Linked DNA regions of Ovis aries: region 1 is linked to region 2. Evidence: chromatin contacts called from public Hi-C data. All regions are on one chromosome and are shown on one strand. The core of a region is the stretch at or near the end of the contact, and the rest is flanking DNA. Distances in the headings are between cores, read along the strand shown.

The links. Hi-C and Micro-C count contacts between places; a contact is called where the count stands out from the background.
Region 1: a contact with region 2 is called in a Hi-C map of tail adipose tissue, with 1.7 times the contacts expected there. The contact joins two enhancer-like sites. A contact is called at or near these places in 3 of 16 Hi-C or Micro-C datasets (blood and tail adipose tissue).

What each region holds. Positions count from the first base shown.
Region 1 is chr15:13,673,703-13,679,022 of ARS-UI_Ramb_v3.0, reverse strand. All of the region lies in intron 1 of MAML2 (mastermind like transcriptional coactivator 2), which reads right to left. Among named protein-coding and RNA genes, the nearest start is that of MAML2, 160 kb to the right of the region's middle. Within about 2 kb of position 1,927, at least 10 of the 54 cell types and tissues checked have an H3K27ac peak or open chromatin away from gene starts, as enhancers often do. A contact at or near this core is called in tail adipose tissue, where this site is marked.
Region 2 is chr15:13,617,573-13,622,543 of ARS-UI_Ramb_v3.0, reverse strand. All of the region lies in intron 1 of MAML2 (mastermind like transcriptional coactivator 2), which reads right to left. Among named protein-coding and RNA genes, the nearest start is that of MAML2, 110 kb to the right of the region's middle. Within about 2 kb of position 1,998, at least 49 of the 54 cell types and tissues checked have an H3K27ac peak or open chromatin away from gene starts, as enhancers often do. A contact at or near this core is called in tail adipose tissue, where this site is marked.

The DNA of each region.
Region 1 (5,320 bases), core at 678-3,177, 57 kb before region 2:
CATTTCTACGAGACTTGAGATCCATGTGCACAGGACATGGAGAAGCCCAGATGCAGAGAACTCAAAATTCCTCCCTTCTGGTAGATGGCATAGTGTACTTTCTTACTTTAATAAGCAGGATCAGATACTTGCACGCTAGAGGAAATCATACAGCAATAGAGTATAATGAAGTTTTGCTTCTAAATGCATTATATATTAGCTTTTACAAATTGCCTATCAAAACACAGGAGAAACAGAGTACTTTTTGAGTCCCTGGAAAGAAGAGATGCACACAACTGTATTAAAAGAGTGGTATGGGGATGGCAGGAGGGGCTAATAGAATAATTATTCTGCAAATGTTAGCTACCATGGTGAGTAACTCACACGCATCATCCCATTTTCACAACTCCACTCGGTACAAACTGTTACCATCCCCATCTTAAAGACAAAAATGGATGCAGAGAGCTTGAAATAACTTCCCAAGGTGACATGGATGGTGAGTGTCAGACTCTCAAATGGAACCCAGTGGGTTCTGGCCTCAGAGTCCTACCCCTAACAACTACAGTTCACAGAGCCTCACAGGGAGAGAGACTTTTCACAAAGCTTTCCATAAGCACAAAATATCACAAGCAGGATGTGACTTGATAAATGCAACTGGATTTAAAGAAACAGGTTTCAGTGGCTTTTGAATCACAGCTCAAACAAACAAATAAAACCAATGTGATTTAAGAACCTTTGCCCACACTCCCACCACCCCAGACCCCCGCCACTTAGCTATTATCTACGCCTCTGTCTTTCCTGGGGCCCAGCTATGTTCCTTTAACTTAATTCCTAACTGCCACGGTATCCAGGGACCCTCTGAAGGGCTTTTCTCATCTCTGTGACTCAAGCTGCCCCTGAGCACCCCTTTCATTGCCTTCTCCACACCTTTCTTACAAGCTAAGTGTGATAGAGAAACAAGATATATGAAGTGTACACATAGTATATCTAAAAGAAATACTTTTATTTGACTTATTATTGCTCAAATATAGATTCTAGGTTCCTATGTTTCTTTTTTCCCTCAGAACTTCACCCATTAGCTATGGCAAAAGACACGTATTTGGAATTTCCTTGATATCCATTGAACCAGTGAAGTTGCTCAGTCGGGTCTGACTCTTTGCGATCCCATGGACTTTAGCCTACCAGGCTCCTTCATTAGGTGCCCTAGAAATATCTGTATTTTAAATGAATGAATGAATAAGTGAAAGAATAAGGGTATTAATTTAGCTTCCCTTAAGAAATCACAGCCAATTCTATTCTAGGCTGCCTTGGAAGTAAATGCTTGAACTTCCAGTGTCACTTACATATCTTAAATGTCAGAGTCACGGCCAGGAATGGCCCACTTATTACTGTCCTCCATCCTGCTCCTTTCTCACACTGATCTGTGGGCTGAGCCCCTGAGGAGGTTTTGCTCCTGACTCCTGCACTGTGCATACAGATGAATTTGGCTGGCATCTGGCCTGGCACTCAGGCGGCCGAGGTATCCTTGGCCTCTGGTTAAATGGAGTTGTCCCTCAGATGTTTCTGACTTGGCAATGAAGTCTTAGCAACCGGAGTCATCACCACAGCACCCTACTATTTAATCTTTGGTGGAAAGTGATGAACACAGACCTCACTTGTATGAGAATTCTTAGGTTTAGTGAAAGCCACGTGAGAAGCTGCCAAGTCTGTGCTTAGACACAAGCACATGTTTGAAAGCTTTTCTTTTTCTCAAACTTTCTCGAGTTGGGAGCTTATAAACACAGATACGAGAATCCGATTTTAGCAGTTCCTATTACCTTCCTAATTCAGTTTTTAAAATGTACTTTTTTTTTGCACAGAAATTAGAAACCAAACAAATCCCCCGCCCCCTGGCCACTTCCTTTCTTGAATAATCTAGAGACTTGGGCAATCTTTCCCTTCCCTGGGGATGTGACTGTAGAGTATTATTTTATTGACTCATAATGAAGAACTTCTGATGGGAAAATCAGTCAAGAGGGGAAAATGGCTTGGGGTGGGGGGTCCGGCAAGCAAAGAGAGAGCAGATACTCTTACCGTGGCAAGTGCAAGAAACGGGCACGAGACTCCCGCGTAGAGGAAAACACCCTAGAAAACACTGAGTTCTCTACGTGAACTCTATGCCCTGTTTGAGGAAGTCAGTTTTCTTCTCCATAAGGTGTAACGAAAATGTGAGCGGTAGTTCGAGCCGCTCTAAGATTCGAGGAGTTCACGCGCTAGTAAAATGCGTGTAGGCGGGGCCTGACAATGGAAATTTGGTGGTGAACACACAGTGTGGGCAGAGGGAAACAAGCACCTGTGAAACATCCCCGAAAGGAAGTGCCACAGGAAAAAGTTATGAGGCAGCATTCTACAGAGCCAGCCAGAGCCGCAGCAGAAGTGCTGTGCCCTAGTTCACGATAAAAAAAAAAGAATCCAACAAACAAACAAGCAGAAGATTGCAAATGTCCAACGAGCCACTGATGAGAAACCATTCCTGTTTGAACTGGACTAACATTCCTGGAATTCAGTCACATCGTATTAGCCAAGAGAAGATTCCAGTTCAAGTGCTAGGGACTGGATTTTTTTTTCTACATCTGGTTCCACTCATAGAAACGACCACCTCTGCACCCATTGCTCTCCTGACACATCTAGTTTAATAAAAGAGGTGATTTCCCTATTGGTGCCCTGAGGTATGATTTGATGAGAGTTTGGTAATGCATGTAAATGGATTTCCATTATACAATTAAAGCCAATAGGGCCTAATTTAGACTTCTTACTGAAATAGATTTTGTTTTTAAAGTAGTGGACATTTTGCATAGTACAAGTTTTGTGCTTATTCATTTCCTACCTTTATGTCATCTTATTATATATGTGCTCAGTCATGTCCCACTCTTTGCGCCCCCCATGGACTGTGGCCCATCTGCCAAGCTCCTCTTTCCACTGAATTTTCTAGACAAGACTACTGGAGTGGGGTGCCACCTCCTTCTCCAGTATTTTCATATATTATCTGTATATTTTAGCTTTCTGTTTTTTATCACCAAGAGTAACTCTTAGGGGAACACGAGCTTATAAAATCATTTTTAAATGGATGGTTTAGATTCTCCATTTGAAATATCTCAAACAGTCTTTAACACTGTTGTGGGCTAGACTAGAAAGAAAACAGTCTCCTACCACTATGACTAATTTCAGGTAACTGAAAAATCTATGGCCTTGAAATCATGGTAAAACTGGTTAATTCTGACAGCAAATCTGTTTGACTCCTGACAGATTTGCTAATTCATGTCATGTTTCATCATATCCATTCTGTAGATACACAGTGTAACTATTAGAACTCCAAATTGACTTACTACCTTGTTGGTTGCAGATCCGATTACAGGTGTCTTTGCTGCATTACCCAGAAACATTTGTAAGAAGTAAAACCTTCATTCAGAAGTGAATACATCACAAGAAGAAATAGCTTTAAAAGATGGAACTAAGATATTTATATTTTCATTCAGATGGCTTAATCTATTATAATTACAAAATATTAAAGATGACTAAAGAATTTTTCTTCTAAAGTTCAGGGCCAAAGCATACTAGGAATTTATGTAGCTGAGGTTAATGATGCATGTTACTAGATGACATAAAACAGAAAAAAAATCCTAATTCCTATTTTTTGTAAATCCCCCCTCCTTTAGGAAATGATTTCATACCGAAAAATTTGTTAAGAGGAAATAAAAAAGCCACATAGATGAAGCAATTTTAATACATCATTGAATTTTTTACTTTCAATGGTGAACCTAGAGCCTGTGATATCCTTATAAGATGCAGACAAATTAGGTGAGGGAAGGAGCTGGGGAATACTGATGGGTAGCAGACAGGTGCCAGGCACTTGTCCATAATTCACATCCACTGCCTCATTCAGTCTGCTCCCAAGACCTAGGAAGAAAGTATTATTATAGATGAGCAGTCTGTTGATAAGAAATTTTAATGAACTTGTTCAAGGCCACACAATTAGTGAGGGCAAAGGTTGGATTTTGAAATCCACTTCTATTTGACCATAGAACCCATGATCCTACCGGCCACCTCTTTTAGAGGGATTTGTAATGAATTAAACATCCATACACAGAGCTGATTTACTGAAGGATGACAGCCCATAAGGCCCTTACAGCACTCCGTAGAACTTTGACCTCTTCTCCGTCTTGTTTAATAATCTGTGTTGGTGAGTTGGTTAAAGTTTGGAAAAACATGCTTAGTCCACTTATCAGTGACATGGAGCTGAGAGTAATAAAAAATATTTTGAGTACAGAGCAAAAATATCTCAACAAGTTAGAACCACATCAGCTCTAAAAAGATGTTGTTCAATGGGATAAAAATTAAGTCCCGGCACTTGGACATAAAATATCAATTGTATAAGATGAATAGGGTTGGAGAGAAGAAATCTAACAGGGGCTCGTGTGTAAAAAGGATTTAATTTAAGTACTGAGGGCCTGTTCTGAAAGAGATAATGGGGTACGGAGAGTTTCAGTTGACACAGGTCACTCAATGTCGCTGCTGAAACAACTAATGTTATCTGAGATTGCATATATAGAGTTAGTTCTCATTTCTGCTCTTGCCAAACCCCATGAGGAGTATGCTGCTCAGTTTTTTGGTTTCCCTTTTGGAAAAGAGTTAGCCAAACTGATACTTGTTTAAAGGTCATGCCAGGCTAGATAGAGAGAGAATCTGAACTACTGTAATATAAGAAAGATGAAACAGAGCTGAGGACATTTAAGCAGTAGAAGAAGTACCTTCTGGGAAGCTTAAGAGTTATCTTTAATCAGCTGAAATTCCAGCATGGGAAAGAAGAGTTCAACTAATTGGGTGTAGACTCAAGTTCTTGTCTAGGACTAATTCATAGAGTTATAAGAAGCCCAACTCAGAGGAAATGGACAGCCTCAGGGAATACAAGGTCTGTCGGTGAGAGTGTTAGAGGTCTAGCAGCCCAGCTGGAAGGCCACAGATGGAGATATTCTGGCAGAAATCCCCACATGGATGGGTGTCCAACTGGATGACATATAAGGCATTCTCACATAAATCCAGATAACTATGTGAAGTTCGGACTTTTGCAGTTGCCCAGACCATGACTAAGCAGAGTCTAAAGGAGGAGAGTAGAAACTTCAGATTCAAGTGAGGCTGAGCCTGAGCCTTCTACAAAGACCAGGGTCAAGGTTGGCCAAGGAACAGGGTTGGGAACCTGTGACACGACAAGGCAGGGAACCACGTGGTTTCTCTCAAGGTTGGGCTTTGCTCTCACTTTAGAGAAAAATTACATGCAAAATGCATCAGACCCTCCAAGACAAGG
Region 2 (4,971 bases), core at 749-3,248:
CCAACCCAAAGGAAATTATCCAGTCCAAACTCTCAGTTTGGTATCTCAGGGCTTCCCTCGTGGCTCAGCTGGTAAAGAACCCGCCTGCAATGTGGGAGACCTGGGTTTCATCCCTGGGTTGGGAAGATCCCCTGGAAAAGGGAAAGGCCATGCATTCCAGTATTGTGCCCTGGAGAATTCCATGGTCTGTGTAGTCACGGGGTCACAGAGTCAGACACAACTGAGTGACTTTCAGTTTCACTGACAACATACCAGGTATTGCCCCTTAACATTTCTTTCCTGAGTTGGTAGCCTTGGATCAGTCATTATCATGAGGGTCGATATCAGAGCAGAATCCAAACCCTTCATTTCCAGCTGGGATCCCATAACAACACAGGAACACAGATCCAGACCAATGAGCTCTTGGTTTGTTTGAGGCTAAGTGTGGAATTTTTTTGAAGTTCTAGTTTGGCTTTGTTCAGTCATGTTAGAAAGTACGTAAGTATCATGCTGGTTTAAACTAGTTCATCAGGCTTACTTATGGACATGTTTTGGTTCAGTTACAGTTTGACATTTGGGTCTGTTCAGTTCAAGGTGCAGCCCATTCTGTGATTCTGGATTTTGGCTATGGCCATTTGGTTTATGGCCTGCCCATATGAGTGTGACTGAGCACAGAGCTGTGGCTTAGCACCAGTGATGGCCACAGAAGCTTCTGTACTCTAGAGGAGTTAATTTGCTCTTGACTTTGTTTTGCAGGAGGACTCATTAATGCAAGCACCAAACCTAGAGTTTTTAGGATGCATGGACTCCCTACTTTTTGTCACTTGGTATAAGACTCTAAGACTTCACTAAGAAAACTGGCTTATTTAATATTATATTTACGAAAAAGTACAAAAGTCTCAAATGTTTCCAAGTTTTCCTGAAACTGTTTACTTGAATACACTGTGAAGAAAAAAGAAAGGAAAAAAAAGTTCTTAAAAATCTCCAGGGATTAAAAAAAAAAAAAAGAAAACCCATTTACTCTTATTTTGCAATGGCCCTGGTTGTGAAATCATCAGACTGAAAAATACTGCAGGCGTGTTGAGGGTGGCTTTTAGTGACAAGATTTCCTTAAGGCTGTAAACAAACCAAATTCATTAAGAGAAGAAACAGAAGTGGCAGATTTCATCATAAAATGGAGAACACATTTTCCAGCTGAATTATAGATACAGCACAAAACGCGGTTATTTCATTTTTTAAAAACCTCAGTTTCTGCAGGCTGAAACAGAACATTTCAATTGGCTCAGATCATGAAAGCCATCTGCACCTGCTCACAAAACAGCTTAAAGAAAAAAAAAAAGTCTGCACAAAGGATTTTAACTTACACAGACAGTAAGGAATAGCCTCTGGTCCACAGGCACCCATAAAAGGAGGAGCAGTATGAAGCAAAGGAGATCATAATTTTTTAAAAACTACCAATAAATAATCATCTAAGATCAGTTTACAGCGTTATTTCTGTTTTACCTGTGGCAGCTCCACTTGACTGTTCTGGTTGTATGTTAAAAAGTTGGGCGATTAAAATTCAATTATGAGGGTTTTTCTTTTATGTAGCCTAGGGTTGAATGAATTACTGGCAGGAAACTTTAGCTCATGAACTCAATCAAAAATCCTTTCATTTGTCAGAGCTGCTTCCTGCCCCTCTCCTTTAAACATCTGCTTCTCCAGTTCAGGGACAAAACCAACTCTCTCTGTCCCTCCTTCCCTCCCTCTTTGTTAAAATAATAAGCAATCACCAAAAGTTCCCTTGCAAAAGTTACAGATTTTCTCTTAAACACACGCTTGATCCCAGTAGAGTTTATTTAATATATCTTTAATAGCTTCCTTGTATTCCTCGCTTCCTTTCCGCTTTTAAATGCTGGAAAATCTCAAGCTGACAAAAGAAGACATTTTTAAAATGCGAACCTTCGCAGGGCTAAGCCCGGTCGGTCTCCAGGCCAATTAGCTGGGAGCAAGGCGACTCGGCGGGGGAGGGGGCCGGCTGTCGGGAATCGCCTGCACTCCTTAAATGGCTGGCACTTCCTGCCAGAAAAGGCCAGCTCTGCACAAACAGAAATAGGGTGGAAAGAAAACAGGAGGCGTTGCTCAAGTTCCAAACAAGCTGCGCGTGTGTAAGCGCGCGCCGGGAGGCAGCCCAGCCGCGGCACGCGGGCCTCGCCGGAGCTTCGGCCGAGGAGCCCACCGCCCGTTGGCATTAGCCTGGGGCTGGGGGGCGCCCAGGCCGCCGCCAAGGGGTGCCCGGCCGTGCAAGTCAGGGGGAAAGCAGACAGTGCCCTTTGAACAGCCAGCCTGCGCTGAGCGCGACCTAACCCCTCCGGTCGCCTGCGCGCCCTCCTTCTGCGCAGGCTTCTCTTTGGGAAACGAAGTGCGGGCAGACCTCAGTGACTTACTCTTTTGCCTAAAAAAATCAGGCTGGTTCTTCCTCTAGAGAAGGCTAGGTGAAAGTTTGTATAATCTGGGGGCTATGCTGCTTAATGATCGCAACCCCATTAAAGATCTTTTATTAATAAAATGTTATCACCCTTTTTGGGAATCTCAGTGTCACCCTAGAGGGAAAGACCTATTTTAAGAATGCTTACCTAGAATTTGTAAACGTTTTAAACTGCACGAAATGATGTTGCTTTAATAAGGCTGCTGCTGCTGCTGCTGCTAAGTCGCTTAAGTCGTGGCTGACTCTGTGCGACCCCATAGACGACAGCCCACCAGGTTCCCCTGTCCTTGGGATTCTCCAGGCAAGAACGGTACATAATACAACCAGCTGTTGTATCATAGTAAAGCTTTTGAATGTTTTCATATCTAAGCTATGCTTGTAATTCTAAATTTAGATAAAGAAGCTTCCGGTTCTTTTACCCTTCCCTGTTTTTATGGATGGAAGAATTTGAGCTATAGTGATTAGAAAATTACTGGTATCAAATCTGCTACAGTCAATACATTCATAATTCTTACATGTTGTAATAATTTACTCTTAAGTTAAAAAAATGGGTTATGTGGTTAAAGCCATGTATTCTTATGTTAATATGAGTAATAACAACAGCTAATATTTCTGAGCCCTCACCGTGTGCCAACTGTGATACAAAGTTCTTTACATGCATAATTTATTTTAATCTCCACAACCCTGTCTGGAACTATGATTATGCACATTTGAAGAAACAGAGGTTTATATCTTTAATTTGCTGTAGTCCAGAGAGTTAGTATGTAGCAAAGCTGTGACTTGTACCTATCCACCTGCACTCAAAGCAGCCACCCATCCATCCATCCAATATGAAATGTCTATTATCTGGAAGACACATTCAATCAAATAGATAAGACATACACAAATAATTTTTTTTAACTTATACATCTATTTTTAACAGTACAAGAAAAAAAAGGCAAAAGGTCAAAAAAAAAAAAAACCCGCTAACAAGAAATCCAATACTCCTTTGACATACAAACTCTAACACTCAAGGTATTTCTCAAAAGACCAATTTTTTTCCTTGAATTTTCCAAAGAATTTTCAAAAATAAATTCAGGGAACATTTGAGAATAGCAAGTTTCCAAAACAAAACGTGCATAGCTAGATTAGTTTGTCAGTTTTGCCATTTTCTTTTTCAGTGGAAAGTTCATTGGACAAATTACAATCTCACCCCAGACAGGATGTGAGAATGTGTTTGTAAATCACAATTTATGGCATATTAATGTCATGTGAAAGTTTTCCCAAATAACCCACATGAAATTTGGTTATTAAACTTGAAATAAACCTGTTTTCATACCTATAAGCTTCAAGTAGAAATTACCTATAAATGGATTTTTAGATTTCTTTTTAGTTAAATTCCTGAGTGTGGTGAGCAAAAGGTTACATCGTTTATAAAAACTTTTGCTTTGGGCTAAAGCCAATACATCTTTGTTTTGATATTTCATCTGAAATGCATCAAGTTGGTTGCTTTACTTCAATATGACCTTGCATGGGCTATAAAAGTGTGGTCCAATTCAACTATTTCTATATTCATGTCAATCACACTATCATGCTTAATTCTTTGCATGTCACATTCAACAAAAATGTGAGGGCTCATCACATCACCATGTACTAACTATCCTAAGCACTAAAGACGAAAGTACATAAAACACAGCCCTATACTGGAGAAAGTTCCTGAGAGACCCAGAAGTAAATTCATCTTAAGAACCGGATAAGTGGCCCACATGAAGCATAACCCAAGTGTGTGGGACTCATAAGAAAAACTGACTAATTCAGGGATGGCCCTCTCCTCGACAAAGCATCTGATTTATCCATTCAACAAATATTTATTGGATTTTGAGGGATAAGCAGATATTTACAGGTGGGGAAGGTCAAAGAAGCATCATATGCGAAATCGTGAAGTTCCGAAAGGGACTTCGAGTTCAGGGACACAGGGAAAATACGTACAAAATACAATGAGAGCACCAGGGCTCAAGCGATCCATCCTGTCCGGGTGTCAAGGAAGGCATCAAGACAGCAGAGGACTTATGAACTCCACTCCTGTGTCCACAAACTCCCCTTGTAAACCGCTAATTCCAAAAGTGGTCAAAGGTGCAGTACAGATTAAGCACTCAATCCCTTTAATATCAAACCAGTGAGAAAATTCGTGAGGCATTTCAGTAAGAGTCCGAATGCAGTCCAGTGGACCTAACTTATTTGCTGAGAAACAGTGAAGCACTCCCACATGCACAGTAGAGAAAGTTTGGACCATACTCCCTTCAGCATCACACCCAGGAATGGAGCTACTCAAGATGGCTGAGAGATGGGGGTTCAAGGGGGGTAAGCCTGCTCTGAGGACACCATGGAGGAAGGACATGCACCCAGTTTATCTATTAAGAATGGAACCACCTCCCTCAGACCAGCAATTCTCAGACTCCTCACCCTGTCTCAGTTCTGAATTCCAAGGAAAACAAGGACATGATTCATACCCCCAGTTGCTTTTCTTTTCATGTGTAGCATGATCA